3 separate regions of the Mus musculus genome follow, and regions 1 and 2 are each linked to region 3. A link is a contact called in public ChIA-PET and HiChIP or PLAC-seq data. All regions are on one chromosome and are shown on one strand. Each heading gives the region's core, a stretch centred on a gene start, on an enhancer-like site or on the middle of the called end of the contact. The rest is flanking DNA. Distances are from core to core; before and after follow the strand shown. Region 1 overlaps Foxn1 (forkhead box N1). Region 2 overlaps Nf1 (neurofibromin 1). Region 3 has its middle 34 kb from the start of Nos2.

Region 1 (2,789 bases), core at 3-2,502, 530 kb after region 3:
AGATGCAGGAAGAACTGCAGAAGTGGAAGAGGAAAGACCCCATTGCTGTGCGCAAAAGCATGGCCAAACCAGGTGAGGCTGTCAGGCCTGTGTGAGAAAGGCCAAGGGACCTGGGTACCAGAATGAAGAAGAGCAGAGCCTGGGGAGAGAGGGATACAGGGAGGGGGGTCTGGGCTGGGAGGCTACAAAGGAGAGAGGCCTCATGGTGTTTTCTTTTGGGCCTTTGCAGAAGAGCTGGACAGCCTCATTGGAGACAAAAGGGAAAAACTGGGCTCTCCGCTGCTGGGCTGTCCACCCCCTGGGCTGGCAGGCCCAGGTCCCATCCGGCCCATGGCACCATCAGCTGGTCTTTCCCAGCCTCTGCACCCAATGCATCCAGCTCCAGGCCCCATGCCTGGCAAGAACCCCCTGCAGGACCTACTGGGTGGCCATGCTCCCTCCTGCTATGGGCAGACCTACCCACACCTTTCCCCCAGCCTGGCCCCTTCTGGACACCAGCAGCCATTGTTCCCACAGCCAGATGGGCATCTTGAGCTGCAGGCCCAGCCAGGCACCCCCCAGGACTCACCTCTACCTGCCCACACACCACCCAGCCACGGTGCCAAGCTGATGGCTGAGCCTTCCTCAGCCAGGACCATGCACGATACTCTACTGCCAGATGGAGACCTTGGGACTGACCTGGATGCTATCAACCCTTCTCTCACTGACTTCGACTTCCAGGGTGAGCTGGGAGCTGGGAGCTGGGAAGGGTGGGACAGGACTAGAGAGGTGCTCTTGGCTGCGTGGCCTAGCCTCTTCATGTCTCTAGGCTGCCACCTGCTGGCTCCTGAGTTTCTTGTCACCTGAGGCGGATGACTAGGAATGTTAAATTCGCATTTGCTCCCTGCCCTCCAGATCATGAGCTAAAAGGCTCTTTCCCCCATCTCCCCCCTCCTGGTACTCTGATCATGTACCAGATGGCTTCATCATCAAACCGCTCATCTGACAAAGCTGGGAAAAGCCGGAAGTTCCATTGGTGTACTTGACTGTGAGGGACTGGGAGGCTAAACGTTCCAAAATCATTTGCGTTTTATCAGAATTTAGCTTTCACTTCAGGAGACAGACTTTCTATGGAATGGAAGACCTCAGAGCTAAGCATGTCCTAGAGAGATTTGAGGGTACAAGCCCAGAGAGGTGAATCTTTACATTCTCCTCCATCTTGCCCGCTCCATCCTACAGGCAGCCAAGCCCCACCCTCTACCCTTCTAAGCCCCGCCCCTTCCCGTTTGAACTGTAGTGTACCGAGCAAGCCTTTTTGGAGGAGGCTGTTGATCTATACCTTAGACTGTTAGAAATAAACTTCACATAGACCTTCATTCCAGACCTGCTGCGGCTGCAGAGAACAGGCGGCTGCAGAGGAGGCTATGTGGACGTGGGATACTATAAATTCTATCAGAAGGCTAGAGATGTGGGTAGGGGGTAAAGCGTTTGCCTAGCATGCACCAATCCTTAGTTAGGGTCAATACCCCAGCATCACAAAACCCTTAATTAATACCCACTCAAGCTCCTACTGAGTACCAGGCATCTTGCAAACAGCTTTACATATGTTCTTCCCATCTGGACCTAGCAAACAATACTATACAGAGAGATACATCCACTCAAGGTCGCTGGGCCAGAAAGAAGGAGTTGAACCCAGGTGGCCAAGAGCAGCCAGCGTTGTCAGGTCTCTTTCTCCACCCTGCGGTGATGATGTTCCAGGCAGCGACTCCAGTCACTGGCCTGCCACGCGGCAGGTCACACGACCCTAGGAGGAACTCAGTGACAGCACTGTTTGTTCCTCAGAGTCAAGTGTCCTTTCTGGTTCTATCCCTGTACCTTGGGTCCTGTGAGGGGGCGGGGAGGAGGGTCTAGGGAGCCAGACCTGTGTACCTCATCAAGTTCGGTGGTGCACTGTGGGAAGACTGTAGGCGGCAAATCAACCTTTGGGAACCAAGGCAGAAGCCTGAGTGAAGAGGTTCAGGGGGGCCTCTAGGCCGCTTCCAAGAAGAGCTTTGCAACAACCTTCAAATGGGCAAATCCTTAACCTTAATCTAGTACCCTGTTCTTCTCGAAGAGGCCCAGAGGTTACCTGCAACTATGGCAGTGGTTCTCAACCTCTGGGTCGCGACCCCGATGGAAAGTCTGATGACCCTTTCATAGGGGTCGCCTGCATCTATGGCTTTTACACCGTGCTACCTTGGAGCTCGGAGCTGGACTCTGAGGCTCAGGAAAAAAAAAAAAAAGTTCAGTGATTACTTGAGGTCCCAGAGTGGATGCCAAGATAGGCTTCCAGTCCGCATCACCAGACTCCTGTTCTCTGAGGCTTCTGAGGTACTTGGGTGGGAGACAGACTGGGCTTAACTCTCTATGGCCTGCCAATGATGAGGCTTCTTCCCTCTCCCCGACTAGGAAATCTGTGGGAGCAGCTGAAGGATGACAGCTTGGCCCTGGACCCCCTCGTATTGGTGACCTCGTCGCCGACGTCATCCTCCATGTTGCCACCCCCACCAGCAGCCCATTGCTTCCCCCCAGGGCCTTGTCTGGCAGAAACAGGCAATGAGGCAGGTGAACTGGCACCTCCAGGCAGCGGCGGCTCCGGTGCTCTGGGAGACATGCACCTCAGCACTCTCTACTCCGCCTTTGTGGAACTGGAGTCCACGCCCTCCTCAGCAGCTGCCGGCCCTGCCGTGTACCTCAGTCCCGGCTCAAAGCCATTGGCTCTGGCTTGAGCTATGCCCAACATCAGCTGCGGCCTTTGCCTAGCTGGCTGC
Region 2 (2,817 bases), core at 153-2,652, 630 kb before region 3:
CCTAAGACACCATGCACAGTTCAAAGACAAACTCTGACATAACTATCTACACTTACCTTTTTTCCCTAAGGAATGTTTTCCTAAGTTCATCAATTCCTTATTAAAATGATATGTATTTCTTATGATAGCCAATTGAACAGCATTAATTTTTCTTAGGTAATTTTGTGGTAATGGGGACCAAACTCAGGGCCATGTGCATGGCAGGCAATCACTGTAGCCCTGGCAGTATGCGACAGGCCACCATGAGTTCCGATCTCATTGTCTCGGTGCATACGAAGTCACTAAAAATATGTACATTTTCCCTTTAAAAAAACAAAAAACAAAAACAAACAAACAAACAAAAAAAAAAACAAAGAACCAAAATGCAGATTTAAACCTCAGAATTTAAATAGAGAGAAGTATTGCTATAATAAGGTTGAGAAATCTAGCTTTCCCTGAGCAGGAGAGTAAAGGCTTTCTAAGAAAGGTCCTACATAGACTGTTCCTAGGTCTCTGTGGTTGTCAGGGTTACCTCTGGGTTGTGGCAGGGCAGTGAGGGTAGGGGAAGCTGAATGGAGCCTGGATTGAGGACTGGTCATGTAGCCTCTGTCCTGGATGGTCAGCTCTTTGTTAATTCTTGTTCCCACATACAGGCCAATGACAGGAAATGACAATTCTCAACAATCCTCTTTACCTATGTCCATTCATTCATTTTCTCTCTCAAGAGCAAGAGCTCTACCACTGAGCTAAGTCCCCAGCACCCCCACCCCCATCTCTAACTGCATTTGACCTACTTCAGTCTTCTTTAGTAACTTCCTGATAGTTAATAAGCAACTACCATTTCCAATTATTTCTTTTTCTTCAATATCTTTTCTAATCAACTGATCCTTTCCCACATATCTAGTGCATCCTAAACCTTTTTTTTTTATAATTTCTTGTTAGTGCTCCTTTTTATAAAAGAAAAAAAATACTTATTCCCATTCTTTCTATTCTAAATTTTAATCCCCTTTTTATCCCCTGCCCCAAATCAGCTGACCATCATCTTTCTCTGCAGAAACAGTGTCCATTTAGGAATGTACAAGTTACAAAGTTGGCAAGTATGTTGAATAAGCTTGCATGTTACAGTAACAGAAACAGCTTCATTAAATCTGAAAAGAGTCAGGCTTCCTGTCCCCCAAAATTATTAAATCCAAAATGTCTTCTTTTTGTCTTGATGCTTCTCTAGAGTATGCAGAGCTGCTAGAGTGAGATTCTAAGAGGTTCTAGTACTCTCCTGTGGCAGATCCTAGGAGGGTACATGACAGAAATGATGAGCAGGGGAATGTTGGATGCTATTTTAAAAGTGGGTTTTGCTTTTACTACTGCTGACAAGTGGAAGCATCACCCTGAAGCCTCTAGCTTCCTACTGACATCAGAGGTGATGAACCAATCAAAGCTGATCTTACAAACCACACTGGGTTTTATAATTCGGTTCCTGTGTTAGCTGGTTCCTTCTCTGTTTCCTTTTTCAGCTAACTAAAAAGAGGAACCATATGGTTTCTTTATTTTAAGCAAAGTCACAAAAGAGGAAACATTTTTAGTTGGAGACAATTCTATATCTTCTGTTGCTTTGGAAAGCATTTTCTAAAAACATTTACAAAAGAAAACTTTGAACACCATTTTCTAACCAAAGCTTTTTGGGTAAGTAACCTATAAAATTACTGTGTGGAACGATAGGAATGATGACCATCTAGAGATGAGTCAGACCCTCATATCCACGCCAAAAATTTCAATGTTTCCCTAAAAAAACCTTAAAAGATGGATAAAACACAGAATTTAACTAAGTTTTCTTTGTATTATGGTAGAAGGCTTAACAGAAAGTCAAAGTGAGACAGTAAAGAACCAAGAGGCCAGCGCAGATTAAATATTTACTGAGCAACTAAAATGAAAGGCATGGAGAATCGACGTTAGAAAACCTGAAACGGAGGGAGAACAGACACAAATCAGACTTTAGAATCACATGGTACAACCTCATGCTGTCACTAACAGCCACAACCCAGACAAGCTGCTCAACTCATTTTAATTTGCTTCTGTGAAGGTTAAATGAAATAAGTATGTAAGTCTCAAATTTATCGAATACTCTTATATTTTTGGTTGTGAGCCTACCCTTTAACGGCTGAGCCATCTCTCTAGCCCATTTATAGCATACTCTATAGAGGTATTTTCTTCCTTTGTTTTTTCCTACCTTTGTGGAATTGTTTTTTAAAATAATCTCGTTTAAGGCAATGGGGATAATAATAGAAAATGTGCAAACAACATAATAAAAACAACCATTCAGGTGGGAAGAAGCAGGAATGAGGCACATCCACAAAGTAGGGCCAAAGAAACCAGCAGGACAGCAGGCCGAGGATGCCCAGGGGAAGCTATCTGTGCCTGTGGTCAGTCAGAGAACTGGGTTTATGAAGGGGAATTTAAATTGAGGTCTACAAGATGAAGACAGGTTCAGACATATAGTCAGCAGAAAAAAGGATTAGGGAAAAAAAGAAAACACTAAAGGCAGCAAAATGGCATAATTTAATGTGTTTAGGAAGTATTCAAGGAAGCTAAAGCTTGGTTTGTAAGGTTTTCTCCAGACAGAGATGTGTATCCTTGTGTGAAGTAGCAACCAGGTCATGCATGGTTCAAGGGTAACTAACCTGCACCAGGCAAGGGGCTTCAGAGAGCTATTTTACAGTTTAGGCTTCAAGCATGAGAGAGAAAATATAAAGAAGAAACAGACTAGAAAAAAACATTATCTTTTCTTGTAAGTCTAGGTCCTCTGGCTCAAGCATGTGATCTCAGCAATCATGGATCTTAGCA
Region 3 (3,072 bases), core at 256-2,755:
GCCTCAAACTCACAGAGATCTACCTCTGCCTCCTCGGTGCTGATATTATAGGTGTGCACCACCACAGTGGTTTTGTGTATGTGTGTGTGATTGTGTGCACATGTTTATATTAATGTGTGCTACATGTGTGCACCCACAGAGAGCACAAGAGGATGTTGGATCCCCTGGAGTTAGAGATACAGGTAGTTGTGAGTCACTCAACATGAGTGTTAGAAATTGAACTTGGGTTCTCTTCCTCTGGAATAGCAACTAAATACTCTTAACTACTAAGTTATCATCCCAGTAAATTTTAATTTTTTTTAATTTGAGAAGACTAGGAGATTAAGTTAGCCACATCAATCTGGTTATATGGATACACAGTGGCATTTCAGGTTATTCATTAGTACTCATATTTTATCTATTTTGTTTTGTTTTTAAGATTTATTTATTTATTTTATGCATATGAGCACACTGTTGCTGTCTTCAGACACACCAGAAGAGGGCATCTTATCCCATTACAGATGGTTGTGAACCACCATGTAGTTGCTGGGAATTGAACTCAAGACCTCTGGAAGACCTTAACCTCTGGAAGTCTGTGCTCTTAACCACTGAGCCACCTCTCCAGCCCCTTGTTTTGTTTTGTTTTGTTTTGTTTTTTTTTTTTTGAGACAGTTTCTCTGTACAGCCCTGGCTGTCCTAGAACTCACTTTGTAGACCAGGCTGGCCTTGAACTCAAAGATCCGCCTTCCTCTGCCTCCAAGCATACTGAGACTGTGGGTGTGCACGAGCACTGGCCAGCTAGTACTTGTGTTTTTTAAAAATGTTACTTATTTAATGTGTATTTGTGTGCACCATATATGTGCAGTGCCAGAGGAGGTCTAAAGACAATATTGGATCCCCTGGGACTGGAATAACAGGCAGTTGTGCACCACTAAGTGACTGCTGGGAACCAAACCTTGATCTTAATCCCTCAGCCATCTCTCCAGCTGCTAGTTCAAAAGAGATGGCTACATGGAGCTATGAACTAAATTCCTTGCCACTAAAGGAGGAAGAGAAAGGAAGGGGGAGGGGAAGGGAGGGGCGGCTAGGAGCAAGAGATCTGAGAGCAAGGTATCTGTTTTTAATTCTGCGCTCCTCCCTTGTGAACGGCAGGGTTTATTAATCCAAAGAGGCTGGAGGACCCCCCTGCAAATGCCCATCATGGTTGCTAGAAGGGTTGCTATGATACTCAGCCTTTGCATAGGCAATCACAGTACCAGCAGCTGCAAAAGAAAAGGCAGCCAGAGTGCCCCAGAAACACTCTGTCTTTGAATATAAAATCAAACATTGCAACTGGGCCAGCTTGTCTGCTGGTGAGGGTGGAAGAAAAGCCTAGGGCCGGGATGTTTGCCTCTGAGCCGGGATGACTCTTCCTAGAGTTGTCAGGCCTGGCTGGTTTCCACTACCCAGCAGGATTGTGCTGTGACAATGCCAAAACAAGCAGACTGGGAATTCCCTCCAGCTGAAGCCTCTGCTCAGGCACTGCGCTCCACACTGGTGTTTTCACTTTCTCTTTCTCCCCAGCATCACACGGGGTAATACAGCATTGTGCAAGCTGTAGCAGAAACAAGCTTCCCGGGGGGGGGGGGGGGGGGGGGGGGGGGGATTTTGGGTGTCTTGTATTATCTTCACAAAGCTCCTCTTTCTGGAAGTCCAGTTGAGGTACCGCCTGCCTCTGAACTGATGTTGAAAGGATCTGAGCCATGGGTTCAGGCCTGGTGTGGGTGATCAGTTAGAAGTGAGTGACCTCATTAGACTCCACAGGCTCATGTTTCCATGGTAAGGCCCAAACCAAACCACAGGCTGTCAATCAGGCCTCTGGGCAAGAGAGGCCACAAGAGAATCTGTGAGGCTGCCCACCCAGTGATGGAGCCCCTGCCCTCAATTCTGGCAAACTCCAGCTGCTCAGGTGACCCCAGTTAGAAGAGCAGGTGAGTGAGCCCCTGCCAGCTGAGCTGCCCCACTCCCTAGATTTGGGTCCCTAAGACTATTCTACTCTCCCCCTGATCCCATCCCACCTTACTGGCTTGCCCATGGCCACACCAGTCAGAAGAACAGACTCCAGCTGCTCAGGTGCAAGCCACACCCATCAGAAAAACAAAAACCACCCCCCTCTGCTGCACCAAAGGCCAAGCAAGTTACCAAAAGTCCAGCCCCAAACCTGGTCAGAGATTCCCTAGTGGTTCAGAGTTCAAATAAACTGCTAAGAATGCATGCCACGGAAACCAAAGAGGAATCAGAAATCAAGGAGCAAAGCACTCATCCAACAAGGACAAACTCAGAAATCAGCATCTAGACCTACAATCATCCCAAATCCAGATGCCTAACTGCCAGAGTAGGAACACAGCAGCCAGAGCAGTGCGACACCATCAGAGCCCAGCTATCCTATGACAGCCAGACCTGAATATTTCAATGCAGCTGGAGCGCGAGAAGATGACCTTAAAACCAACTTTACGAAGATAATAGAGGCCTTTAAAAAAGAAATGGGAAAAATAAAATCCCTTAAAGAAATCAAAGAAAAGACAAGCAAAAAAAAAAAAAAAAAAAAAAAATTGAAGAACCTGTGGTCTAATGTCCCAGTGACCTGCTGGGTGCCTGCTTGCTCCTCTGAAAGTGCTTCTGAAAGAGTGTGCGCCCCTCCTGCTCTGCCTGATTCTCAAACCCATGAAAGGTTTATATGTCATCATTTCTATTCTTGCCTTGAGTTCTAAGAAGCCCAGATCAAATCCCCCCTCCTCTCCGTTGCCCTCTCTTTCTGACAAGATCTTGCTATGCGGCTTGGCTGGCTTTAAACCACCAGTCACGAGGACCAGGAGCTGGTTTGTCAGTTAAAATGTTTGCTTCCCAAGCAAGTAGATCCAGAAATCTAAATGCATGCCCAGTGGGTGTGGTGACCCACCCATAATTCTGGCCTTGGTAGGCCAGAGACAGGATTCTCAAAACAAGCTGGCTGCTAGTGAGACTAGCCAGAGAAAGTTCTGGGTTTGATTGAAAGACCCTGCCTCAAAGAAACAAGATAGAAGCCATCTTTCCCTCAGTTTCATGGGCAAGCCA

What was found. ChIA-PET counts read pairs in DNA pulled down with a chosen protein or histone mark. HiChIP or PLAC-seq counts read pairs in DNA pulled down with a chosen protein or histone mark.
Region 1: a contact with region 3 is called in an HNF4G HiChIP or PLAC-seq map of pancreatic cancer cells. The contact joins two enhancer-like sites. A contact is called at or near these places in 1 of 484 Hi-C or Micro-C datasets (the G1E-ER4 cell line) and 1 of 115 datasets of contacts at active chromatin or transcription factors (pancreatic cancer cells).
Region 2: a contact with region 3 is called in an RNA polymerase II ChIA-PET map of memory CD8 T cells, with 5 read pairs. The contact joins two enhancer-like sites. A contact is called at or near these places in 2 of 39 promoter capture datasets (the C10 cell line and stem cell-derived epiblast-like cells) and 2 of 115 datasets of contacts at active chromatin or transcription factors (large pre-B cells and memory CD8 T cells).

Annotation. Positions count from the first base shown.
Region 1 is chr11:78,358,709-78,361,497 of GRCm38.p6, reverse strand. It overlaps Foxn1 (forkhead box N1), which reads left to right. Exons shown (of 9, transcript NM_008238.2): 7 at 1-72; 8 at 230-721; 9 at 2,428-2,789. The coding sequence ends at 2,747. Among named protein-coding and RNA genes, the nearest start is that of Gm30367, 13 kb to the left of the region's middle. Within about 2 kb of position 1,252, at least 141 of the 459 cell types and tissues checked have an H3K27ac peak or open chromatin away from gene starts, as enhancers often do. A contact at or near this core is called in pancreatic cancer cells, where this site is marked.
Region 2 is chr11:79,518,691-79,521,507 of GRCm38.p6, reverse strand. All of the region lies in intron 36 of Nf1 (neurofibromin 1), which reads right to left. All of the region lies in intron 3 of Evi2 (ecotropic viral integration site 2), which reads left to right. All of the region lies in intron 1 of Evi2b (ecotropic viral integration site 2b), which reads left to right. Among named protein-coding and RNA genes, the nearest start is that of Evi2b, 3.7 kb to the left of the region's middle. Within about 2 kb of position 1,402, at least 158 of the 459 cell types and tissues checked have an H3K27ac peak or open chromatin away from gene starts, as enhancers often do. A contact at or near this core is called in memory CD8 T cells, where this site is marked.
Region 3 is chr11:78,885,619-78,888,690 of GRCm38.p6, reverse strand. No RefSeq gene overlaps it. Among named protein-coding and RNA genes, the nearest start is that of Nos2, 34 kb to the left of the region's middle. Within about 2 kb of position 1,505, at least 225 of the 459 cell types and tissues checked have an H3K27ac peak or open chromatin away from gene starts, as enhancers often do. A contact at or near this core is called in memory CD8 T cells and pancreatic cancer cells, where this site is marked.